2 separate regions of the Oryzias latipes genome follow, and region 2 is linked to region 1. Evidence: chromatin contacts called from public Hi-C data. All regions are on one chromosome and are shown on one strand. Each heading gives the region's core, a stretch centred on a gene start, on an enhancer-like site or on the middle of the called end of the contact. The rest is flanking DNA. Distances are from core to core; before and after follow the strand shown. Region 1 overlaps hectd2 (probable E3 ubiquitin-protein ligase HECTD2). Region 2 holds the start of ppp1r3c (protein phosphatase 1 regulatory subunit 3C).

Region 1 (3,982 bases), core at 1,298-3,797:
CTGCCAGGATGAGCGCTTCGGTGCTGTCCTGTAGGCCAGCCCTTTCTAGCCATTGGTAGGACTTCTTGATATCAGCCACTTCAGTCATGGTCCGGTGGTACATCCCATGCAGGGGTTTGTCCTCCCATGAGGATCTGTCCTCCAGCACTGTATCCTCTGCTCTCCATTGCCTGAGACATTCACTGAGCACACTGTCAGTTGGGGCCTTGAGCTTGATGTACTCATGCATCTTGGATGTTTCATCCTGGATAGTGGCTTCTACGCTCACTAGTCCTCGGCCTCCTTCCTTGCGGCTAGCATACAGTCTCAGGGTGCTGGATTTGGGATGGAACCCTCCATGCATGGTAAGGAGCTTTCGTGTCTTAACATCCGTGGTCTGTATTTCTTCCTTTGGCCTTCTTATTATTCCTGCAGGGTATCTGATAACTGGCAGTGCGTAGCTGTTTATTGCCCGGGTCTTATTTTTGCCATTGAGCTGGCCTCTCAGGACTTGCCTTACCCGTTGGAGGTATTTAGCTGTTGCAGCTTTCCTTGTTGCCTGCTCCAGGTTGCCATTTGCCTGTGGAATTCCAAGGTACTTGTAACTGTCCTCGATGTCTGCTATTGTTCCTTCTGGGAGTGAGACCCCTCCTGTGTGGACTACCTTGCCTCTCTTTGTCACCATCCGGCTGCATTTCTCGAGCCCGAATGACATCCCAATGTCAGTACTGTAGATCCTGGTGGTGTGGATCAGGGAGTCAATGTCACGCTCGCTCTTGGCATATAGCTTGATGTCATCCATGTAGAGGAGGTGACTGACGTTGGCCCCATTTCTGAGTCGGTATCCATAGCCAGTCTTGGTGATTATTTGACTGAGGGGGTTGAGACCTATGCAGAACAGCAGTGGGGACAGAGCATCACCTTGGTATATCCCACATTTGATGGACACTTGTGCAAGTGGCTTCCCATTGGCTTCAAGGGTGGTTTTCCACAGCTTCATTGAGTTTCCTATGAAGGCTCTTAGAGTCCTGTTGATGTTGTAGAGCTCCAAGCATTCAGTGATCCATGTGTGTGGCATCGAGTCATAGGCCTTCTTGTAATCAATCCAGGCTGTGCACAGGTTGGTGTGTCGTGACTTGCAGTCTTGAGCGACTGTTCTGTCGACCAGGAGTTGGTGTTTGGCTCCTCTGGAGTCTCTACCAATACCCTTCTGTGTGTTACTCATGAATTGATCCATGTGCCTATTTATCTTGTGTTCAGCCCAGGAACAAGCCCTGAGCACCAGAGCGATAGAGGCTCAGATCTACCACTCCAGACAATACCCAAGGTGTAGGCTGTGCAAAGAGCCGCCTGAAACAATCCAGCACATAACTGCAGGGTGTAAGATGCTGGCAGGGAAAGCATACATGGAGCGCCACAATCAAAATATATATATATATATATATATATATATATATATTTATTTATTTTTTCCTCCATTAGCTGTAAAAGAGACGGACAATAGCTCTGGTCAGGTAATTTATTTGTTAGTACAGTTTTTAAATGCTACAACTTCTCTATTATAACAGGATATGACATAAACCAGGTCCAGTTGACCTTTTTTTAACCTATTACTTTGATGGAATCAACCTGGATGGATGAGATTCTACACAGACTAACCAAATATCCACTAGGGGTTCATTGTTAATCAAGCTTCAATCTGGAAGTCAGATTAGCTAAAATATTGTTTTTAGTTTTAAAATCGGGGCAGTATTATGTATACAAAAGTCATATTAAAGAATTTTCCATAATTTGTGTCTTTAAATACTGTTGTCTGAATTTTGCTGGTTTTTATCTTGAATGCTCAGTCATCTGCTGTTTAAAAAGCAAGTATATTATAGTTACATAATCATTCCTTTACATTTCACTCTTCTGGCACTGATTTATATATGTTAAAAGCAGAATTGAAAGAAAGGGCCTTCCTGAAAGTCTTTCTTCAGCTGTTTTGAGCTCACTCACTCTATTGAACTCTCTTTTAATAAGTGACCTTTCGCATGACTGGCATTTTTGTTGAGTTGAAGTCAGCTGCCAGGAGCCAAAGCCACCTTTGAATGCTTGTAAGTCTTGGTAGCTTCTAATTTGGCTTCTTGGAGGAAAGAAAGCCCTTCTATCTAACCTAACCAGCATCCCATTCGAAAGCACTGGAACATTCAGCTTTCTTGTTTGATATGTTTGGTAACTGAAACCGGCCCAAATTTCTACAAAAACCTTGTTTTGTCTAGACTTTTTACTTTTATCTGTTTGTATTAAAAACACACTTCCAGTTTGTCTTAGTTGCTGCGGTGCTTAACTGCTGCCCTTTCGTATTGCGTTGCGTGTTTCATGAACGAAGCTCGTCAGACCTGCTTCGTAATCGCACATAATACAGTCGTTTATGTGGCAGTGGGCTTCTATAGGGAGAGTTGGGGATGACGGGTTATTTAAGCACACCATTGGAGATGTTATTTTAAGCCACGGTGAGAGCTACAGGCGGGTCAACAGTTGCACCTCTGTGACAGATATTCCACTGACCTGCAGCACACTGGCCCTGTCTGTGTGGATCTGCAGCCCCCATTTTTTTTTTTTACATGCTTTGGCCCGGTCACAACTCCATTACTACATACATTTATTTAGAAAATAAAATCTGCTTCTCTGTTTTTTGCATTCTTGCCTTGGTGTGCATCAATAACAATCAGGGTTTTTAAAGGGGTACATAACTAATAAATTAGTTAAAAATATTGCTTTAAAATGAACAACAACTTAAACGTTCTGGGGTGAATCCATCAGTCATTTTCATGTAAAGATGTCACTTACCTTCCACATTGCCTTGTGTCTGAATAAGTAATATGTCATAGGTTCTTTTTCTATTTTTTGGTAATTACTATGTCCATTCATCTTCCTGTCGTCTGCACATCAACTGACTTGAAGTGCTTCTATGTGTAGAGGGCAAAACTATCTTTCTGAAGCATTTACAGCTTGATGGAAAAATGTCAGCATGACATCAGCTTTTCTTTTAAGCCACACATACTATCATGGATAGTTTTAATCAATGAAATTCTTAGAATAATGTAAAAAGTCCTAGCAAACATAGGTAAATTTTTTTGTTTGTTTGAATTGTGTTGTATAAATTAAAAAAGCGTGTTTTTTTTAGAAATGTTTAAATATAACACAGAATCAATCTGGGAGTGTCGTCCATCATTATTTAAATGAACTCGAGTGTTAAAACAGTGACTGGAATTGGTTTCTTTTTTTAAGCTGCATCTTGGATTGGTATGACAGTTTCAAGCAGGTTGAACTTTGACCAATTAGGGACCCGGATTTGAAAATGATGTATGCATGCCATCCCTTTTAATACATGAAAGTGCCAACCAATTAAAAATTGACCATGGAGGAAAATATAATTGCAGTTTGTGTATGGCTGGAAGTATAAGACAACAAGTCTGAAATTGGAATAGAGCTGTGAAAGAAAAGGTCTGCAGCAAGATTTGCACTGCTTTGACATTTCACACCTGGCATTTTCCAAATGTAGGTGCTGAACATCTGTGGTAAGTAATAGAATAAGAAGAAGAAGCCCATCCCTGGTTGCCCAATGTGAACACCATGTGTTGTACTTGCGTTTTAGAAAACGTGCTTAGCGAGTCAATTACTCTGACTACTCAAACGTTCTCATTTGTAATTTTGTAACTATGAAACTTTAAAGTAAGGTCTATTCTAAAACAGTTTTCTTTTTTATCAGTGCCTGTGTCAAGGTTTTGTTTTCTGTGTTCCAGATTAGTCAGGAGGAGATGGGCATTATGAAATCCTACAACCTGAAGCCTGGAGGAGATAAAATCCCTGTCACCAAGCAGAACAGAAAAGGTGAGCCAATATTAACTTGAATGATAACATCCCAGATTTATATATTTATTTTTATTTATTTTTTGGAACTAAAAAGTCAGTTTTAAGCCCAGCTTCTTCTCCGAGCTGTGAATATTTGTCTTGCACA
Region 2 (4,228 bases), core at 1,214-3,713, 64 kb after region 1:
AAAATCCTGAGACTTTAATATTTTGACACAAATATATATAAATTTATTCCAAAAAGTAAATACATTACAATCATGGTGTGTGTCGGCAACACACACCTTCAAGTGAGACACAAAATGCCGGGGTCTAGACCTTTTCTTCACAGTGACTAAAAGTTTCAAAATACAAAATAATCTGGATTCCAGCCACTCAATCTGTACACTTAACATTAAGAATTGCACTTGTGAACACAAGCAACCAACACATTCGATCTTTACATCATTTCTTTCTTCACTTACCAGAACAATTAATCAAACGTCTTCCCTGTTGAAAACAACCAATCACATGCAGATACTTTCAAACCACACATCAATATAGCAGCTTCCTTTACATAGCTCGCCTCAGAATTACATTTTTCTTTTAACCAGGCAAAAGTGTGCAATTTACACGGAGGGAAAGAAAGGGCTGCATGACTCCCATTTTAGAAAACAAGACCACTCTGAATATAGGAGGGTGCAAAGGTTTAGTGTGCTTTTTTTTTCCTTTCCGTTTTAAAATTTTTTTTTATTAGAAATCAACCTAAATTTCCTTGAACAGAGAATCATTCTACTGTCATGCACCCCCTAGCTTTCCCTTCAATATGAAGGACATAATCAGCTCCTTTTCCTTCCTAATATCCAGACGTCACATTGAGCGCAGTCAGTGCATATTCAACTCATGCATCAGTCTGTATTTTAGTGGGCAGACATGATAAGAAGGCACATTAATATTTTACAAAAGGTCTCTTTCCCCCCTACCCCAAAAATCCCTCCTCTGGTAGCCACTGTTCAATCATTTACCAGGCCGAACGACCATGTTACAGCAGAAAGTAGGTCAGTTGAGCATATTACACTTAGGTTTCTGTCTTTTTTTTGTACTACTTCTGCTTCTGAAAGCAGAGCTTGTTCGCTTCAGTTTAGTTTCTGGCTGAGAGGCAGTCGAGTTGAAGCCCCAGAGCTGGATTTGCACTAAGAGCCCTGTCAGTGTCTGTGATCTTGTGCCGGTGTGGCGAACCTCCTGCTGCTTTCACCAGTAAGGCACGGTGTTATCAAAGTGACCCCAACTCTGCCAACCAGGAAAAAGTCCGCTGGACATGCGTGGGCTGCCGAACTGATCAAACCCCAGGTCAAGTACCTTCCCGTCCCCAGTTTTGTGCTCTGAAAGCCTTTTTGGCTCAGAAGCTCTGCTCACGTTGTCGCCGCTCCAGCCATTGTGTTTGAGGGTGTAATTCTTGCCATCGTTATTGTCCCAGAAAGCCTGGCCTTGGACCTTGAAGCAGATGCAGAACTCGACTCGGTTTTGTGGCGGGACGTAGGATGGCAGCTCCACGACAAACGCAAAGGTGTCATTGTCCTGGCTGTTGTAGACGTTGTTTAGGAAGGTGCAGTCCACGTCGGTGTAGCTGGCCCATGAGTCGTAGGTGATGCGCACTTGCACCAACTTCTCAAACCCAATGTTTCTGACTTTGATGGTCCCCGTCAGAGAGCGTTCCTGCAGGGAGCAGTTCTCCAAGCACACGGAGTTCTGAATCAGGCGGTTCCGAAAGTCCAGATAGTCGGCCGAGGGCTGTTTAAAGTCAAGTGCCAGGCTGCGAACAGAGCTGATCTTTAAATCCATGGTGGCTGTTTCCAGGTCTGTCATGTCGAACTGCAGCTCCTCTGTGATCTCATCCTTCTGCTTCATCTGGTACGGTTCATCATCGAACTTGGAGAAGACGTGGATGTTGGTGAGCGCCATGCCTTTGGTGTCGGCAAACACCACCCTCTTTTTGCCGGCCTTGCTTTTGTTCCAGGCCACGCAGCTACCATCACTAACTGCCTTCTGCAGGCACGGTCGCAGGGGCTTGTAGAGCTGCTGGCTGTGCCTGCGGGCGGACTGGTTGGCCCTGTTCTTGGCCTTCTGCAGGTCATCGTAGGGGCTGAGGAAGCCTCGCAGAGGAGGAGAGTGGCTAATGTAGAATCTCATGGCCACATCCATAGGCATTACAGGGCCAGGCATTGCTGATGGACTGAAAGACGGGAGCACACTGAAGGAGGAGGAGGAGGAGAGAGAAAGGAGAGGAGGGGGAGGTTAGAGATGGTGCTTTCTGGAAACAGTTTGGGGAAACTTTGACACTTTTGTGCAGTTTTTTTAACCAAAAGAGCTACTAAAAGTCAGTAAAACCACAAAATTTCAAATTAATCAGACTTAAATTCCAACATTTTGTAGTAATTACCGAATAAAGGGTAACACGTTTGGATTCGACGTGAACACCAGCTCCTTACCTTGCAGCACTCATGGGACAAAGAATAAAACGCCTCAGATGCGGAAATGGTTCGAAACTTTTCAGCTGCGTTGGAAATGTGCAGAGCAGCTCTGTCTTAAAGTGCCCGCTGCAGGAACTCCCCCCTTTATATGCCTCTTTCTCGCTCCTCAGTCCTCCAGTGCTGCGTTGGCTCCTCTCTCTGAGATTTGAACTGCCTCACGGGGGCTATTTGCATATCCCATCATGTGGTTCCCTGAGCAGCAAATCAGAAGGCGAGTGGCTTCGTCACCGACCAATCAGCTTCGAGGAGGACACGTCCGCCGGCCGGCTAGAAGGGGGCGTGTTGCGTCGTGGTTGGGATTCCTCAGCTAGTTGTTGGAGAGTCTTGATGGACCCCTGCTGGAGTGGCCGTCTCTCTGCCTGGGCGCAGACCATCTTCTTCCCCATGCCCAAGAAAAACCCCAGCAGCACCGAAAAATCTTCACAGACTTTGACAAGATCTTTTAAACTGATATTTAAAATATTTATTTTTTTTAAAAAAATATTTAACACCAAATTGGGAGAAAAAAACGTAAAAAAGTAACATTTACCCCCTACAACCCCCCCCCCCCCCCCCCCAAGTCATTGTCTTTTAACACTTTGTGTACTCACAACATAATTGCTAGGGGCCCCTCTTTGTCCCAGGTTCAAATGTCAACACTGCATTGCCAAATACTTTTTTTTCTCTTTGACTAACCAGCTTTGACTCCACTTTTTTCTTAAAGTTACATTTTCTAATGATTATAGATCCCTTTACTGGCAGAAACTATGGAGTTAATTCAGTCTCAATAATCAGAAATGCACACAACCGGTTTTACAAATGCACACGCTCCGATTCACAAATGTCATTTTATGCAAACGTGAAAAATAAATTCGGAAATACACACCCTGTGTTTCACAAACACACAGATTGTGTTTCACACATGCACACTAAATGTTTTACAAATGCACAATAAGTGTTTCTCACAAATGTGCACACTGTTTTTCACAAAAACATTTTAGAAATTCACAATAAATGTATCAGAAATACACAGTAGGTGCTTCACAAACATGATTTTTAGGTACACATGTGATGTGAACTCACAGATCATTCGAACTGCAGACTGTGCATTCAAACTCCCGTTCTCGTTTGTGAATCTCCCCGTGTGTGTGAGAGATTTTTCTACGGTGAATATTGAGACTCATCTGACGGAGCGGGTCAACTAATGTCACCATTGGCTAGTGAATCTGTCAATCAAACTCATCGGGAAAGCAGGCGGGTTCGCTTTTAGCCAATCGAATGGCCCCTTACACTTTCTCTACGCTTCTGCGGGTGGCAAAAGCCCCGCCCATGTTTGATTCTGTACCAGTCGGTCGTTAGCGTGTTAGCCCTAGCATGGCTTGTCGGTTTATTGCCTTCGGTTGTCAAAAATTACTGCCTTGTGCAACTTTTCAGTGGACCTGGAAGCAAGGCAACAGTGGTTGAATGCAGTTGACATTGAATCCATCGAACTCTGTACTGGTCATGAGATTTAAAATGAATGTTTCACTCGGGATTGTTTGTACGTTATTCTCTTAGCTTTCATGGCATGCTAGCCTCATTTCAACACTCAGACACGGTTTTGATCATATGAAGGTGGAGGAGAAAAATCAACTTCCACAGGTTTTGTGGAGAAACTGGCATCACTTTGCTCCGTTCCACGCAGTGGGACTACATTACCTCAAGTTCATCTCACTGTCAATCACAGATACCCAATACACCTCCCCTGCTCAGCCCGAAGTCACTTTGCTTGACCTTAATTTTATTTTTTTAATAACTCAAATGTCATTGATTTTATATTGTAACCATATACATATACACCTCTTGGCCAGGTCACCCTTGCAAAAAAGATCCTCATCTCTCTGGGTTTTATAGCTGGTTAAATACTACACAACAAAAGATGGTCATA

What was found. A called contact is a pair of places that touch in the nucleus more often than the background predicts.
Region 2: a contact with region 1 is called in a Hi-C map of fibroblasts, with 3 times the contacts expected there. The contact joins the promoter of ppp1r3c here to the enhancer-like site in region 1. A contact is called at or near these places in 2 of 5 Hi-C or Micro-C datasets (embryo and fibroblasts).

What each region holds. Positions count from the first base shown.
Region 1 is chr15:14,732,379-14,736,360 of ASM223467v1, forward strand. It overlaps hectd2 (probable E3 ubiquitin-protein ligase HECTD2), which reads left to right. Exons shown (of 22, transcript XM_011484259.3): 18 at 3,768-3,855. Among protein-coding and RNA genes, the nearest start is that of hectd2, 42 kb to the left of the region's middle. Within about 2 kb of position 2,548, at least 3 of the 8 cell types and tissues checked have an H3K27ac peak or open chromatin away from gene starts, as enhancers often do.
Region 2 is chr15:14,796,411-14,800,638 of ASM223467v1, forward strand. ppp1r3c (protein phosphatase 1 regulatory subunit 3C) reads right to left here and starts at 2,464. Exons shown (of 2, transcript XM_004084983.4): 1 at 2,281-2,464; 2 at 19-2,042. The coding sequence starts at 2,294. The coding sequence ends at 1,043.